2 separate regions of the Sus scrofa genome follow, and region 1 is linked to region 2. Evidence: chromatin contacts called from public Hi-C data. All regions are on one chromosome and are shown on one strand. The core of a region is the stretch at or near the end of the contact, and the rest is flanking DNA. Distances in the headings are between cores, read along the strand shown. Region 1 holds the start of JKAMP (JNK1/MAPK8-associated membrane protein). Region 2 holds the start of DAAM1 (disheveled-associated activator of morphogenesis 1).

Evidence for each region. A called contact is a pair of places that touch in the nucleus more often than the background predicts.
Region 1: a contact with region 2 is called in a Hi-C map of liver, with 2.3 times the contacts expected there. The contact joins the promoter of JKAMP here to the promoter of DAAM1 in region 2. A contact is called at or near these places in 1 of 5 promoter capture datasets (fetal liver), 2 of 47 Hi-C or Micro-C datasets (heart right ventricle and liver) and 2 of 2 datasets of contacts at active chromatin or transcription factors (alveolar macrophages and skeletal muscle).

What each region holds. Positions count from the first base shown.
Region 1 is chr1:188,596,607-188,600,722 of Sscrofa11.1, forward strand. It overlaps JKAMP (JNK1/MAPK8-associated membrane protein), which reads left to right and starts at 1,850. Exons shown (of 7, transcript XM_021102711.1): 1 at 1,850-1,991; 2 at 3,980-4,071. The coding sequence starts at 1,988. All of the region lies in intron 4 of L3HYPDH (trans-3-hydroxy-L-proline dehydratase), which reads right to left.
Region 2 is chr1:188,333,579-188,338,075 of Sscrofa11.1, forward strand. It overlaps DAAM1 (disheveled-associated activator of morphogenesis 1), which reads left to right and starts at 1,757. Exons shown (of 25, transcript XM_021102694.1): 1 at 1,757-1,905.

The DNA of each region.
Region 1 (4,116 bases), core at 600-3,099, 260 kb after region 2:
GAACCCGAAACCTCACGGATACTAGTTGGTTCGGTAACTGCTGAGCCACAATGGGAACTCCCCAAAGTGGTATTCTTTATCAACTTGTGTGATTCAGCAGCCTGAGGTTGCTATAAGACTCAAATGCCTGGGCTAACACTGCATCATTCATAGCAGTCATAATCAGGCTAATCTGGAATTCAAATCCAAGAGGAAGATCAAGATCAAATTAACAGAAGGATGTGCATGGCCTGAAGACTCTGGAGAAAAGGAATGATACCCCTATTCCTGGACTAAATCAGCTTCCAGCTCACTTCAGTCAGACTACTAACGCATCCTCAGTGACAGAATTCAGCCTTTACTCATAGAATTTGTAGGAATCTCCCTCTTTGTAAGGATTACAGGCATAGACACTCCATTTCACATGACATTCAGGCTCTGTACCACAGAAACCACCAAAACCTTTGAAAGGCTCTGCACACCTAGAGAACTAGCAACCCTAAATATTCTGCAGTCTTTCTGTCTCTAAGAAAATATATATTTTTTAAAATTCTAAGTTCCTTGTATATACTCTCATTAAACCCTCACAAAAAAAACCTCAGTGAGTTAACAAACGAGGACACAACAGGCACAGAGAAGTAATTTGACAAAGGCTGACAACTTTAAGGAGGTATAAGGATTTGGACCCAGGCAACGTCTGTTTCTATTCTAAAGGCAACGTCCATATCTTCTTGAAAAGATTTGATTCTTTAATTCTTCCCTTAAGAAGTGGGCAAAACACTTTTTGCAGACGAGTTTTAGTAACTTGTGTCTACTAACTTGTCTGGGGGTAATAACATGTTAGCAAGCAAATTCTGAGCCAGCTTGGAGCCCCGGTAGGTCGGCTGTTTTTTGTACTTTCCTTGACCCTAGTGGACCTTGCTTCATCCAACTGTGAAATCTCTAGGAATGTCTGACGAGTGGGGAACTAGGCGCTGAGTAAGGGAAACACGGAATTCTGCACTCCTCAAGGCTCTCCCCAAACCACAGGTGGACAGATCTGCAGGATAATCAAATTGCATGCACTACACAAATTCGCAAGGCTAAGATGCTGTCACACATTTGCAGTGATTTAGGATTACCTTCTTACTGATTGCAAAGGCTTGTGGAGTGGGTTAGTTGTGCTGCGTGCGTGAGTTCCAGCCTAGAGAGAGTTAATGTAATTAGTTGGGTCCAGGGCTGCAGGGCTGGAAGAGTCCTACGGGTTACCTGTGGCCAGCGCAAAGGCTGGGACGCTGTGGAAGCGCACCGGGCCGCGACTGCGGCCGCCCTCGCACTCCACGAAGGCGGTCACCAGCCCGCACGGGCAGTGGATGTTGACGAGGGCCTCGCGGGCGCCGGTCGGGGGCGCCGACACGAGGCCATAGTCGAGCGCGAAGCGGCCCAGCGCCAGCACTGCGTGGCCACACATGGAGCTGTAGCCCTCGTTGTGCAGAAACAGGACGCCTAGGTGCGCTTCCGGCAGCTCGCTGGGCACCAGCACAGCTCCGTACATGTCCCTGTGCCCCCGGGGTTCAAACATAAGCCGTCGCCGCACGTAGTCAAGGTGCTGGCGCATGTAGCGCCGCTTGGCCAGCAGTGTGGGTCCAGCCACCTCCGGACACCCCGCTAGCACGATTCGCAGGGGTTCGCCGCCCGTGTGCATGTCCACAACGGACAGCGCCGGCGTCCCCGGGTCGTGCGGAGGCAGCTGAGCCACCGGCAGCCTGCTTGCCATTGTCGTCGACCGGGAGATCAACCACTACGCGACCACCGGCGCTTTAAGCCGCAGGCCCACTCGCGTCGTCCGCGCCAGGGGGGGCGGGGCCACGGAGCTTATACCAGGAAGCGCGAGGCGGGGCGGGGCTTCGGGACGGTCACCGGGTTACCAGGAGGCGGGGCCGCCGAGGCGGCTTTGGCCCGGATGTCCGGGCGCTGTGGCGGGGTTGGCTGATCCCGGAGCTTCTCCCGGGAAACCTACAAGCTGCCGATGGGTGAGTGGTCGCCGAGGTCCTGGGAAGCGTTTCATCCTAGTCCCTGCTTCTTCCCTATGCTGCCAGCTCTGGGCTCGGCCCCAGCGGGTGGCCTCCGAATAGCAGCGAATCTTTGTCCCTTGTTTCCACCCGCTGTCGGCTGGGCCGAGGTGGGATGGGGATGGGCTGCGCTGCTCACTAGCCGCAGAGGGGAGACCGACTGCAGAGGGAGAACGGCTGCCTACTGCAGGGGAAAGGCCAGACCTTTGTTGTTTGTTCAGAATGTCACTTCAGCCCCTCTGTTTCAGTCCCTTTGTTTAACATTCCTGTGGGTTGACTCGACATTTAAAGCAAGGGCGTAAGTAAGTGCAGGAAAACAGTAAAGGAAGCAGAAACTAATTGCTGCATAACTGTTGTGTCCTGCTTCAGCATCTAACGTAAGTTTTTAGGGCCCTTCACAAAGAAGCAAGACGGTTGCAAAAAAAGTCCTTTAGACCTCCTTTAATAAGGGAAATGAAAGGAAAAAATGAGCGGACCCTGGGAGCCAGGGGTTTTTTTGGTCGATGATAAGCTGTTGCTTTCAGTTTATCATACCGGTTTTCAGGCTTTGGATTTGGGAAACTTTAGATTGTTTACACCCAGATGCATTTATTAAGCATCTACTAGGTGCAAAACCAGTATAGAAGAAGTTTCCAATTCTTAACTTCTGCTGTCTTGGAAAATCTGAAACAACTCGTTTCCATCTATAAGTTTAGAACCTTATGATTACACTTGGTGTATTACGATTGATTTAAAAATAAGTTTTAAGTAAAGAAGCCTATGGATTTTTTAAGAAGTCGGCAATTGGCAAAAGTGAAAATATTAAGCTTGAGGCATTTAAGTACTATTTCTGTCTTTCTCAACAGCACACGGAGAAAGAAAGAAAAAGTCTACTTGAACTTGAAAGAAGAAAGGGTATAGTGGATCAGGCAGTCTCTAGATTGTGAATTCATGAAGAATTTCGGAAAGGGTTGTTCAAGAATAGTCATAAAATGCATAATTTCTCAAACTAGCTCACATTTGACCCCATTTGTTTGGGATTTATTCCACACTGGGGTGTAGGTTCTTTGACGGAGTGACTCTGTAGTGTTCCTGTGTGGGTATTTTGTGGTCCCTAACCTGTGGAATCAGACACTTGATGCATGTTTACTGATGAGTGAATCCATGATCAAAGGGAATCAGATGTCACTGATATATTAAAAACAAAAACAAAAACCTTCCTTCAATAACTTCTTCCTGTAGATGAGGTCAATGACAGTTTGTAGGCTCTGAGTTTTTAGGTAAAAAGGAGCCACTTTTTAGGTTCTCCAAGCCTTGACATCAGGGGTTGATTCTAAAGCAGGGGTTCCCAAGTATTGGTCAGAGGCCTACGCCACCTTGACGAAATTGTCACCTGTCCTCCACAAAAATCACCGAAGTTAGGACAATTTACTAAGCTTCTTATGAATGTATTTATTTTAAAGTCCTTACCTATGTTCTGAAATTATGTGTCCCTTCTGCTTTTCTGGTATTAAAATGTGTTCTATCACGAAGAAAGGTGATAATAGATTTCGTGTGTGTGTGTTTGTCTGTGTCAACTTAATGTCCTGACTGTGCAGAATAAAAAGTGGTGATTGATAAGTCCTTTAGTTTTAAAAAAGGGAAATTCTAGACCATCTAATCAAGGGCAGTGGCTGGCTGGAGCCACTGGAGACCAACCAAGGTAGGCTTTGAGTTCTGAGGACAGAGTGTGCTCTGCTGTTTGGGGACCTTAATTTTTAGGAACAATATTAGCTACAAGGTTCCATATGACTTTCTGCAGTGTCACAGGGTAAAAGGAAAAATTTAAATAAATGCATCAAGACTTTTGTCTAATACATATTTTTAAATTGAAACTGTCTTGAGATACTTCGGCCAAATTTTCAGCTATTACTGATTTATTTTTTATAATCACAAGAGATGTTACTATACTGGCATTTGTTTTTAAAAAGCTGTCGATATTCAACCAGCATGCCTTGGACTTTATTGTGGGAAGACCCTGTTATTTAAAAATGGCTCAACAGAAATATATGGAGAATGTGGGGTAAGTGAACATTTATATATTATTTCATTTGTGAAACCTTTTTGC
Region 2 (4,497 bases), core at 507-3,006:
CTCTAAAAGCTCTACAAAGTTACAGAACTGGAAGAGCTTTTAGATTCACCCCAGGTCAAGTTTCTTTCTGAATCTTTTCCCACAATGAACTGCAATGCATTAAGTCTACCCATTAGCTAGAATATCACTGATTGTACTCTTGATCTGTTGGCCAATGGAACATTTGTATTGTCTAGGTTCCACTTAAGACAATATTTGAAATGGATGGAATAGCTCAGAACAGGAGAGCAACATTCAAAGTTATCTTCCCTCAGTGGAGAAAAATGTGTCTGGGCTATAAGGAATTGGCTTGTTAAAAGAAAAAGCAGAATTCAGTAGTAAAATCCCTCTCAGCAAACAAAGCCTTTCCTTCTTTCCTGAGATCTTCAACTAGATCCATGAATATTTTTCTCTTGAACCCCAGTTATTGTTGCAGGATGATATGAGAAATAAGAAGACTTTCACCAACAATTAGGTGGAGAGTTGTTTGAAATCTTAATTGTGAACTTTCTTTTCATGAGAGGTAGTCTCTAGAGATTTTGCTTGTAGAAATAAGGGTGTGAGCTGATCCTTATATGTGATTACGACATCGAATGCCATTATAATTTACCTTTACAACTGGAATAACTAGACGTAAAGATTTTTTTTTTCATTTAGAAACACATCAAGAGATTTACCAGTGTTAATTTTTTATAATGTTTGATATTCATTGAATAATGAAAAGTTCCAAGGCAAATTTTTACATATTAAAAATAAAATTTTATTGAAGGTTCAGAATTCTGCTGCACATCTTATCTTTAAATAAACACTTAGGTGTATTAGTATCACAGCAGTTCTTGAACAGCATGATGTTGTTTCGCTTAGGTCATTAAAAAATTTGAAGAGAAAGGTATGCAAGTTGAGAGTGTTGTGTATTTAAAAGTACATGTATACGTATATTTATTTATTAAAACTTTAGGCAAGGATGTTGTCTTCCTGGGAGCCATGAGCGAGCGGGAAGTCTGCTGCAGGGAAGAACAAAAGCATGGCTGCGCGATAGTATTATCTCTGCAGCAGCAGCAGGCTCCCAGACGGAGGGTTGAGGCGACTATCTAGTCTGTTGCACAGCATTTTGATTAGCGACACCCTAGGTTATTCTGTCGGCTCAGGCGACTAAGCTGTTCCCAGAGATCTGGTTGGTCACCCTGACTCCGTTAAATGGGAGAAGGAAAGAGAAGACCGAGAGGTGATTTGTACCAAGTGGGGCACAGGGGCATTTCTGTCCTTCAGGGTCCGCGTCCGCCTTCCTCTGGGTCGTGGGGTAATTCCTCGACTGCGTTTAACCCAATTAATTAGTTGCTACGCCTAGGGGAGGCAGTGAAGGGCTTAATCTTCTCTTTTCGGCCGGGGCCAACGGAACCAGGTTGCTCAGAGCTGCGGGGCTAGTGCGCACTAGTCCCGGACCCCTCTGGTTCCTCGGAGCCCGCATGGGGCCGAGTGGAGGTCAAGTCAAAGAGCACGACCTAAGGATACCACTTCCCCTCCCACCCGCAACCCCTGCTCCCAACCCGCTGCGTCCTCAGCTCAGCTTCTGAACTACCCGGACTAACACTGCAAGGCTGGAGGGCGGGTCGGGGGGGGGCGGGTCGAGGCGGGGGCGGGGTTAGGGGCGTGGACGAAGAGGCCGGGAGTGTGTCGGGAAGTGTAGTTCCAAGAACCCTGGTATCGCACTTACCCGGGCTCTGCCTGTGGAACACGAACTACAACTCCCAGAAGCGACCCGGGAGTCCATGCGCAGTGGGCGCCACATTGTATCCTATCAGGCGAGGAGAGGGTGATGTCACCTGCGAGTTGGTAACCTACGAGCGGCTGTGAAGGAAACTGTTTAAGGGAGCCCATTGTACCCGAAGCTCAGAACCGCCTTTTCAGAATGCTGGGGCTGCTCAGGTAAGGGGGACGTGCCGCGTCGCTCGCTGCACTCATTCATTAAGTGGCACCGCGCGGTGGCGTGGGGTTGGGCTCGCTGTTTCGGGCCCGGCGCTGGGTTCGCGGCGCGCCCTCCCGTTGCCTCCCCGGAGCTCCCGGGCCAGTAGGTAAATATTAAACCCGTCCTTCAGGTTGGGTCTGGGTGGGAACAGGACCTAGACAGCTTCCAGCTGCCAAGCTCGGTTTGGGAAAATGGCTGCAAGCGCGGCACAAAGCAAAGCGAGACTGGAGAAAGGCGCCCCCGAGGACGCGGGTGCCTCCCTTCTTTCTTTCTGAGGCGCTCAGATGCCAAGAGAGCCGGCGGGGTACCACTCGCCGCCTTGCTGCTGACACCCTGGGGCTGGGGCGCTGGGGGTCGTGGCCCCAGCTGGGTGCTGTGGACATTGCTGCTGTCGGGAGCTGCTGCCCGGTGAGGCTCCGGGAGGGGAGAATCCCAAGGCAGGCTAGGTGGACTCAGAGGTGGCGACAGAGGAGGAGAGACTCATTTACTCATCCCAGCAGAACCCCTACCATCCCGGGCACCCTAATCTCAAGACTCATTCGAAAGGGATGAAGTGACTGTAATTTAGGTAAAGTTGGGAGCTAAATATCTCAAACGAGAGACTAGAGGGAAACCGCGTTGCGGAAAGAGCGAGGGGTGTTGTCGGACAGCGGCGAGGGGAGGCTGCGCAGCCTGCTGACTGGTTTCCAAGCGCCGCAGAGCACTCCCGCCTCGCATCCCTCTGGGTAGGGGGCATCTTGATGCCCGTTGCACTGATGGTTCCCTCGACAAATAACACCTGAGCTGGTACGAAGCGTCTGCCTGGAGCGCTGGGCTAGGAGGTGGAAAAGCGGTGCGGAGTGTGGAATAATCTAACGATAAGACTCGCAGTGGGGCAAGAGCGGTGGATAATCGGTTTTCCCAGCTGGTGGTGAAAATCCAAATGCTTGTGATCCTCTTGCTCTCCGACCGGGCACCTGAGCGAGGCCGGTGAAGTCCTCTGGATTTCCCTTTCCCAGCCCCCTTATTCTTTCCCTTACTCACTCATTCATCAAATCTTTGCTAAAGGCTCTGTTCTCAAGTTGCTCACAGCCTGTGGTTGGAGTGTTCTGTCTCTTGCTGCCATGAAATATTTCACTGGGCCCAGAAATAGAATACACTCCAATCCTGGTTCCCCATCTCCCACCCCCCCATCTCCACCTACGCAGGAAAGCGTCAAGAAAGAACGCCACGCGTGGCCGTTTTGCCCTCGTTGAACTGGTAGTTTCTTGAGGCTCGAGAAGGACCTAGTGAATTGAAGCGGAGTTTGCCTGCAAGACAAATCCCGTTGCCATGGCGACTCCTGCCGTCGGAATCTTAACTGCTCCCACTGCTGTTTCAATTCGATGTGGCTCTGCGGGCAGCTGGGAGGGCGTGGCCAGTGGGTGTGGTCAGATGCTCTTCCTGGGCCCAGCTGCTCTCTCCTAGTCACCGGTTTCTCAGCCCAGGGCTCTGAACATTCTCTTGTAAATAGCTTGGACAGAGTTTTTAGACCCCTTTCCCTCTCGCCTACATGTACTTGGTCTCTCCAACCCCCCTCCCCAGAAAAAAACTATTAAGAGCCCTTTTCCTAAGGCAAACTCAGAAAATTGCAGTCGAAAGATCTTTTCCCCCTTTCAGGCTACCTGCATTTTCCTAATAGTGTTGGAGGCAGCGTTCTCAAGGAGGGAATTCTCTGTTACACGTGAAAAGAGCTCCCTGGTCATTAATGAAGGCCCTCAGTTTGCCTTAGATGCAATTCACAGGAGGGTTTTAGGGACAAATAATAACTGACCTTGAGTTCTGGAAGTCACTGCCATCCCTTGTGGTTTTCATGAAATCTAAAAACCTGCCTAGAGGATGCAGGTCCTTGAGAGGTTTAGCATCTGGGAAGCCTGGGTCCTGCACAGGCTTTGTTCTTACTGGCTACCACAGTCTGTCTGGGAAGAGCCCTCTGCTTCTAGGGACCATGGTCTTGGTAATGGGAGAGGGGCACAGAAGTTTTCCTAAAGCTGATTTTAGGTCTAAAATCTTAACTCTAAGAAGGAGTTGTTCATTGTCTTATTTTTCTCAAAAAAATCTAAAGATGAGAATTTAAACCGAACTCCTTTTTTTTTTAACTTAATGAATTTTATTACATTTATAGTTGTACAGCAGTGATCACAACCCAGTTTTATAACATTTCCATCCCAGACTCCCAGCTCATCCCCCCACCGCCCAACCAGTTTCCTTTGGAAACCATAAGTTTTTCAAAGTCTGTGAGTCAGTATCTGTTCTGTAAAGAAGTTCATTGTATCTGTTTTTTAGATTCCACATGTAAGTGATAGCATATGAAGTTGGTGTCTCACTGTCTGACTAATTTCACTTAGCATGATAATTTCTAGGTCATCCATGTTGCTGCAAATGCCATTATTTCTTTCGTTTATATGGCTGAGTAATATTCCATTGTATATATGTACCACATCTTTATCCACTCCTCTGTCGTTGCACATTTAGGTTGTTTCCATGTCTTGGCTATCCTATGTAGTGCTGCAGTGAACATCAGAGTACAGTAT